Regions from separate parts of the Macaca mulatta genome. Here region 1 is linked to region 2. Evidence: chromatin contacts called from public Hi-C data. All regions are on one chromosome and are shown on one strand. The core of a region is the stretch at or near the end of the contact, and the rest is flanking DNA. Distances in the headings are between cores, read along the strand shown.

The links. Hi-C and Micro-C count contacts between places; a contact is called where the count stands out from the background.
Region 1: a contact with region 2 is called in a Hi-C map of CD4 T cells, with 5 times the contacts expected there. The contact joins two enhancer-like sites. A contact is called at or near these places in 2 of 14 Hi-C or Micro-C datasets (CD4 T cells and liver).

Annotation. Positions count from the first base shown.
Region 1 is chr4:138,858,597-138,862,704 of T2T-MMU8v2.0, reverse strand. The region is part of intron 13 of TTBK1 (tau tubulin kinase 1); the gene reads left to right. Among named protein-coding and RNA genes, the nearest start is that of TTBK1, 27 kb to the left of the region's middle. Within about 2 kb of position 1,799, at least 10 of the 40 cell types and tissues checked have an H3K27ac peak or open chromatin away from gene starts, as enhancers often do. A contact at or near this core is called in CD4 T cells, where this site is marked.
Region 2 is chr4:138,714,032-138,718,372 of T2T-MMU8v2.0, reverse strand. No RefSeq gene overlaps it. Among named protein-coding and RNA genes, the nearest start is that of ABCC10, 22 kb to the right of the region's middle. Within about 2 kb of position 1,587, at least 6 of the 40 cell types and tissues checked have an H3K27ac peak or open chromatin away from gene starts, as enhancers often do. A contact at or near this core is called in CD4 T cells, where this site is marked.

The DNA of each region.
Region 1 (4,108 bases), core at 550-3,049, 140 kb before region 2:
AAGCAGGCTAGCAAGTGTGTGATTTGGGGGAGGGCTGTTTGCCTGCCTTTATCGGTTGTCTCTGGCCGATAGCACAGCAGGTCAGCAAGCCCTGAGTACACAGACACTGCCCGGCAGGCACCAAAGCATTTCCCTGCCACGTGCTGGACAGTGTGCTATGGGCTGGGGGACAAAGATGAATAAAGCTGCCCAGTCCTGCCCTTTTGGAGCTCAAGGTCATAAGCGGTAGGGTGGAGATGCAAAGGTCTAGAAAGATGTTTACAATCCAGGTCCATCAGGGAGGTAACAGAGCACTCTTATCTGCTAGAAGCTGGGAGCTTGCAGGGGAGGGAGCTGGAGTGGTCTCACACAGGTGGTATTTCAACTGGTGTGAAGACAAGCAGGTGGCCACAAGTGGTGCCCAGTCTGAAGGGCAAGAGCACTCTGGGATTCAATGCCATCCTGTGAAAATCTGCCTGGCAGCTGAGCAAACTCTGGCTGGAATGTTAAGCCACCCACATGTGCTGTGAGAGGGGGTTTTGGGCAACAGCGGTGCCTGTGTTCCTTGGTATCTCTGGGTGGGCCTTAGACCCCTAAACTTTAGTGCAGATGAGACTAGCTCAGAAGGATCCTAGACTTGGCCAAAAAGAAGATGAAAGGGAAAGCAAGGTGGGAGCAAAGCCAGTCCTATTAGAATGTTCTCCCTCTTCCCTACTCTGCTGGAGGCTCCATGCCAAGTCCCTTGTGCCCCCACTTGACAGCAGCAAGGGATGCTGGAGCTGAGTGTCGCAGGCCCCCTCCTTCCTGGAGGAGCTGGCCCAGTCAGTCCTTGTTGCCACTGTAAAAGCTATTTCAACTGGCCTCAGTCTCAGGAAGAGAGAGGGTCAGGCTGGGAGAGGTCTGGTAACGCCCTGGGTGCCATTTCTGCCCCCACATATCTGGGACACATCCACTTCACTCAGAGGGCATGGGGACACAGGGCAGGATTCTTCCTGAAGGAGATGAGGCAGCAGCTCTGCCCAGCCCCGTACACAGGCTGCCTGGTGGCTCAGCCTTTGGGGGGGCAGGGGAAAAGCCACTTTCAAGAAAATACTTCAGTTTGCCCCTCCTCCTACGAGTCCATCCCTTCCCTCATTTGGAAGAGTGATTTAAAATTAGATACTAAAATGGCTCAGTGAAGAGTGCAGCATTTACTCTATGGCGGGTGCTGTTCCAAGTGCTGCATCTTATAACATTGAATCCTCACGACCACCCTTTGAGGTGGGCACCATTATGACCCCCATTTTACAGAGGAGGAAGCTGAGGCTCAGAGAGGTGCAGTAACTTGCTCAGATTTTAAGTGTTGGAGTTGGGATTCAAACAGAGTAATTGGGCTCTAGAGTCCCACCTTATGCCGCATTGTCACCCAGATCCCAACACTTCCCTGTGATGGGACGAGGGTATCAAGGCGGAGGGTGTACAGGGAACGTTTCTGAGACCTAATGAGTAGCACGGAATCTAACTGGGGAGACAGGCAGCACACAGCTGTCAACACATGGCAAGGAACTCTCTCAGAGCACAGAGCCACCTTCCCAAGAGAAAGGGTTCCCCAGTCCAGAACAACCCTGAGCTAGGTAGGACTAAGCGGGAAGGCTTCTCGGAGGAGGTGAGTGACCATGGTCTCCTTGCAGAGACCATAGTGTGATAAGTTCCAGAGAGGAGGAGGAGGGGGAAGGGCGTTGGAGGCCAGAGCCTAGATTCTGAGGCAGGACCTTGGGGCGGGTGGTTTGCACCCTCCTCCACCCTGCCTGACCCCGCCCACTTGCCCGGGACGCCGGCGCCGCAGGGGCTGTGAGCGGTGGGTGGCCCCGGAGACGGAGCTGTCGAGTCTGTGCCTGACACCTCTTTTCCCTCCACTCTCTTGGTCTCTTTCAGTTGGAGGAGGACAGACTCTCGGGGCACTCCCTCCCGCGGTACAGCCCCCTGCGACGACTGGCGTCCTCCGTGTTCTCCTCCTCCACGCTGGAGACGGAGCATTACCCTCACCCCGGCGGCGGCGGCTCCTCGGGCTCCTCCGGTTCCCTCATTCAGCGCAGCCGCTCGGCCGAGAGCAGCCCTGTGCGGGCGCCCCACCGGCGCCACGCGCCCCTCGCTGCTGGCAACCACAGACTCATGCCCTCGGTGCTCCGCATCTCGCGGTCCCAGCTGCAGCAGGTGTGGGCCCGGTTCACCCACAAGACCTAGGCTGGGCCCCCCCCCTCCTGGAGGGGGCAGGTGGGGGGGGTGGGGAGCAGGCAGAGACCATGGTTCCTTCCCAGGACGCAATAATCACACACTCACACCCATCCCACCCCATCATGCAATACAGCCCCCCTAGAACGTTGGCCCAAGGTACTGTAATACTCCCACCCCAAGCAGAGTCTCCGTCCCACCCCTGCATCAGCTCCCTTTGTAGGTGCCAGCCAAATGGTGCAGGGAGGGGTGGGGCTGGTGGTACAGTTTCCAGGACAGGGGCGCTCAGCTGGAGCCACTGGTGGGTCCGGAGTCCAGTGGAAAGTAAGGTGTCAGGGAGATGAGGCCTGCAGGGCCAGAGGCACTCTGGCATGGGCTTTGTTCTGTTTAATTTGTGATCTCTTGGCATGGCTGGGTCTGATCCACCCCGAGGGGCTGGCAGGAGACCAAGACCCTCCTTGTGTGGGGGGTGTGTGTGTGTGTGTGTGTGTGTGTGTGTGTGTGTGTGTGTGTGCGCGCGCGCGCGCGCGGCTCTGTGTATGGGATGGAGACCAGGGCAGCCAGGTTTGGAATGTGGTGGGGAGTGTTTCAATGCTCAGCGATGGGGGGAGGCAGCCCTGTGACTTAGCGAGACTTTCCCAGGCCATTGTTATTGAGGACAGAGTTCCTTCCTCACACATCTTACCCCAGGAAGGCTCAGTCCATGGTAGGCTGCCCCTCCCCGAAGACACCTGTGCCATCTCCCTGGTAGGATTGGATGTCTGTCCTCGGCTCCTCAGGAACTGAGGATGGACGAGAGGGACCTGGGATCCACCTCTCAAAGCTGGCTAGAACTGAGCAACGAGGAGACCCAGCTTAGAAGCAGTGGCAGCAAAGGTGGTTGTTAAGGATGAGGCGAGAAACCATGTATGTGCTTGTCAGCAAAACCAGTGTCTCAGGACAAATCCCAGGTGGGAGCAGCCCCACCTCTGCCCTTCTCAGAGGGTGACTCCTTCCTGTAGGTGCTCGGTGAGCCCCCAAGGGTGGTAGTGAAGACACAACAGAAGAGAGGCAGGTTGGATAGGGATCTGGACACTTGGGAGTGGGGAAGTGTCAGGATGTCAGCTTGCTCATGCCTCTTCTGCCCATTTCTCAGCCCCCAACTGTCACTGCAGGGAGCCCAAGGTTCCCTTTATTCATCCTGCCCATGTCAGCCAGCACCTTTGTTTCCCTGGGGAATGGGGTAGTAGCGAAGTGGATGCCAGAAAGGGCAGTGCCTGTATGGGGAGGGGAGGAGGCCCGAAGATTTGCAAAATGTTTATTTCAGTGAGACTGTGTCTGTATGTTTGCTTGTGTGCATGCGCGTACACTTGTGCGTAAGAGTGTGCTTACGAATGAGCGTTTGTGCATGTGGAAAGGCTGCCATGGATGAATGCTCAGGCTGTGCACTGTGTAATTCCAGGAAGTGCCATTTATGCAGACCTCAATGTGACTGGCACGTGCCCAAGTTGCACAGTGCTGTATGAGTGTGTGTATGCATGTGTGTGTTAGGGAGCCAGAAAGATGTCTATGCAGTCATTGGTAGTTTCCTATGTACCTACTCTCATCCCAGCTTCACTCTTCTACCCCTCTCTCCCCATAATTTCTGCTTGGCCCATCAATCCCCCAGATGTCTCTGGTTAGAGTAGAGGCCTCAGGGCCCTGGCCCCAGCCTGGGGGTGCTGTAAGTGTGGTGGGCAGTGCCCTGGAGCCAAACTGTCCACACAGAGGACCACCATGGCTCATCCACACCATCCACATAAGCCACTCCATAGCCACACACTCTTTTCCCCAAAATCTTTCTTTGTAAGTCATTTTATTTATTTATTTGCTTATTTATTTATTTATTTATTTATTTATTTTTGAGGATGTCTGGGCCAAGAGCACCTTCTCCATCTGG
Region 2 (4,341 bases), core at 338-2,837:
GGCTAGTTTTTTGTATGTTTTTAGTAGAGACGGGGTTTCACCGTGTTAGCCAGGATGGTCTCGATCTCCTGACCTAGTGATCCACCCGTCTCGGCCTCCCAAAGTGCTGGGATTACAGGCTTGAGCCACCGCGCCCGGCCAAGACCCCAGTTTTCTAAAGAGGAGGAGGAAGAACTGGGCAAGATAGGAACCACTCAAACTAAGGATGGAAGGTGGGTGCTCCCTAACGGTAGAGAAATGATAAACAAACCCCTTATGAGACAACTAATGTCCATACTGCGTAAGGGAAGTCACTGGGGTCCCCAGGCCATGTGTGATGCAATACTCAAAAATTATGGGTGTATAGGGGCTTATACCCTTGCTAAACAGGTGTGTGGGGGTTGTGTAACCTGCCAAAAAATAAACAAAAAGGTAGTTAGAAAACAGTACCAGAGGAAGACCTCCTGGGTTAAGACCATTACAAAGCATTCCTGTATTTAGGCAGAACTACTGACCTTCCTACTATGGAAACCAAAGATCAATTTTTAAGAAATTATAGCCTGTAATCCCAGCACTTTGGGAGGCCGAAGTGGGAGGATCACGAGGTCAGGAGATCGAGACCATCCTGGCTAACACGGTGAAACCCAGTCTCTACTAAAAATACAAAAAAAAAAAAAAAAAAAAAAAATTAGCTGGGCGTGATAGAGGGCACCTGTAGTCCCAGCTACTTGGGAGGTTGAGGCAGGAGAATGGTGTGAACCCGGGAGGTGGAGCTTGCAGTGAGCTGAGATTGTGCCACTTCACTCTAGCCTGGGTGACAGAGCGAGACTCTGTCTCAAAAAAAAAAAAAAAAAAAGAAAAAGAAAAAGAAATTATACACTGCCCATATCCTCCACCCTATTGTCCCTTAGGTTAAAAAGACTTCTAACTCAAACCCTGCCTCTTGAATTCACAGGTCACCACTTCCAGCATGGCAATTAAAGACGACAATCTCCACCCAAGCTGGGAAGGTTCCTATCAAGTGCTCCTGATCACTGAGACAGCTGTAGGAACGGCTGAACGGGGGTGGACACATACACTCAGATCAAGAGACTGGTAAAAGAAACCCCAGAAGGAAGGGAAAAAGGTGAATGGGAAGTGTATAGATCACCTAAGGAACCCTTAAAGCTAACTCTAAGAAAAACCTAAAAGGAAACTATAAGCAGGCTCCGTCATTGGGGGTGGATATGGTTAGGATTAATCCTAACACAAGGGGTGAAAGGAGACCTACATATTGAATAGGGCCCAGTACTAGGGGTGAAAAGTGGGGAATATCCAAACTAATAGTCAACAAAACCAAGACCTCCACCCTGCCCCAAACTATGAAATGTAATACCTGCCAAGTCTTACTTTGAGGGAATTTAGGGAACCACAGACTGTTGTCACAAGCAGACAAAGATCTATGTCCTAAAACAGACCGTTATTGGGCCCTCTCAGAAAAGCCCTGTGCTAGCTGGAATCAGGTCTGGTGGACCACTCAATATCAAAGCTGGGTGAATCATTCTTCCAAAAACAAACCCTTATGGAATGAAATACATTTGTGTAAGGGCGCTACGCCACCTAACTGTAGAAATTTAGAATGCAATCCTACATTAATTACCATAAACAATCCAGCTACTCTAGACCAAGAACCTTGGAGGTATGTATTAGGAATAGATATCTCAGGAAGCAATCCCGTGGAACAGTTTACTCTTAGGCTAATCACCAACTCCACCCCGAGCCCACCCAGGATTACTATAACTCCTGGTCCCACTACCTCCTTTAATCCACCAGACAATAACTCTAAAAGAATAAAAATAATTAAGGTAACTGACTTGAGGCAGACTTTAGAAATTGAGACTGAATATAGGAATGTAAATGCCTGGGTTGAATGGGTCAAATATTTGGTACTAGCTCTTTTTTTTTTTTTTTTTTTTTTTTTTTTTTTTTTGAGATGGAGACTCGCTTTGTTGCCAGGCTGGAGTGCAGTGGCACGATCTCAGCTCACTGCAACCACCGCCTCCTGGGTTCAAGCAATTCTCCTGCCTCAGCCTCCCGAGTAGCTGGAACTACTCAACTACTCGCACGCTGCCATGCCCTGTTAATCCTTTTTTTTTTTTTGTATTTTAATAGAGATGGGGTTTTACCATGTTGCCCAGGCTGGTCTCAAACTCCTGAATCAGGCAATCCACCTGCCTTGGCCTCCCAAAGTGCTAAGATTACAGGATTGAGACACTGCACCCAGCCAATACTAGCTCTTAATAAGACCAACTGTTATGCATGCTCTGCTGGGCAGCCTCAGGCACAGGTGGCTCCATTTCCCTAGGATGGGATACCAATCCCGACGGAATGTGTTGCATGTTGGCTCTATACCAGGACACGAATGCATGGGGAAAAAAGACTTACAAAAGTCTATCATTGCTGTTTCCCGTCTTGCAGAGATCAGACCCTAGAGCAATCCCCTCGTTCTCCAAAGGGAATATGAACCACTCCTCTTGCCTCTCTAGACAGGTGGCAGAGTTCAGCAAGCCCGTGGGAAAATTCTCAGCTTGTACCTACATCCTAAACGTTACTGGTGAGTCAAATAAAGGCAATTACTCAGCATTTCATATACCCCAGGCTGATGTCTGGTGATATTTTGGGAAGAGAAACCTTCCTAACCTGTTACCGTCCACTGGAACTTGTGCTTTAGTTCAAGTGGCCATTCCCTTCACTCTGGCATTCCATAAGATTCCCGAGAATCCACATGGCCACTGAAGTTGGAGAGATCTAACAAATTATTTTAATCCCAGCACTTATATTAACTCAGTAGGAGTCCCTAGAGGAGTACCTAATAAATTTAAGAACCAAAGGACACAAAAATAAATGTGAAAATGGGACCAATAGGAGTAAAAAGAAATAGAGGAGGGAATTGAAGGAAATAATGCATACACTGGTCCATTTCAAGACAAAGTGCCGTGAATTGGCTTGGGTCAGCAAACTACAGAAGAAACAGGATATACTAGGCCCCTGCTTGGATAGCCAATGCCTGCTTGTTGGCCTCCCCTCCCGCCTGAGTTGCCTTCGCCTGAACCAAAGAAGTTTAGTCTAAGATAAAAATTTACTAGTCTGCAAATAGCTCACTTTGTCTGTTTTATCAGTCTGTCCAGCTACTTAGGTCGTAAGTCAAACACTTAAAGAGCAACATCTGGGAAGATTGTGACCCCATAGTACTCAGCCTATGAGGAACTGGGAGAGAGACCTGTGCCCGAGGGGATAAATTGCTTGTTGAAACTGTGCTGGGTGTACCGGCCTATCAGACACCCAATCTCGTAAGACTGTCATCAAAAGTCTCACTTTCACTGTTCTCTGGGTCTCTGAGGCCATTCTTTGGCTTTGGATGGGTGAGTTTGTTTCTCACACTTCTTCCTTTCTTCTTTCTTTCTATTGCCCAGGTCAGAGTGCAGTGGTATGCTCATGGCTCACTGCAGCCTCAACCTCCTGGACTCAAGCAGTCCTCCTACCTCAGCCTCCTAAAGTGCTGGGATTACAGGCATGCACCATTGCACTTGGCCTAATTCTGGCAACTTTCTACTTCCCTTCCCCACATAGGTGGAAGCACAGCCAAATCATATCATGGAATGAGTGATGAATTGATGACATCGGATTGTGTCTTCGTGATGATTAATAGAGGCAAATGTCCCCAATAGTTTTGAGGGATTCCTCTATGTCTTTACTTTGGTTTTCTCCATAATTTCCTATGATTGGCTTCTACCTCCACCCTTGACTAAAATTGCTCTTGGTGAGGTCACAGAGCACCCCTTTCCATCCAAACACAAAGACCACTTCTACTTGCCCTAGAACTCTCCAAAGCACTTAGCACCTTACCTTTCCCTCCTCTAAAACTCCTCCCAGGCTTCCTCAAGGCTCTTTCCACTGCTCTGGGCCACTCCTTGATCTCTTGTCTAACCATCGCTCTTCCTTTTCCTGCCCTCTAGCTTTGGCCAACTGCAGTAGACATTTCTTTTCTGGGAGATGGGGGTGAAGGCTGTTCAGCACATGACAATTTCCCACTTTAAGAATCTTATAGGCGCAGTGGCTCACGCCTGTAATCCCAATACTTTGGGAGACCAAGGCGTGTGGATCACCTGAGGTCAAGAGTTCGAGACCAGCCTGGCCAACATGGTGAAACCCCGTCTCTACTAAATACATAAAAACATTAGCTGCTCATGGTGGCGGGCGCCTGTAATCTCAGCTACTTCCGGGAGGCTGAGGCAGGAGAATCGCTTGAACCCGGGAGGCGGAGGTTGCAGTGAGCCAAGATCACGCCATTGCACTCCAGCCTGGGCAACAAGAGTGAAACTC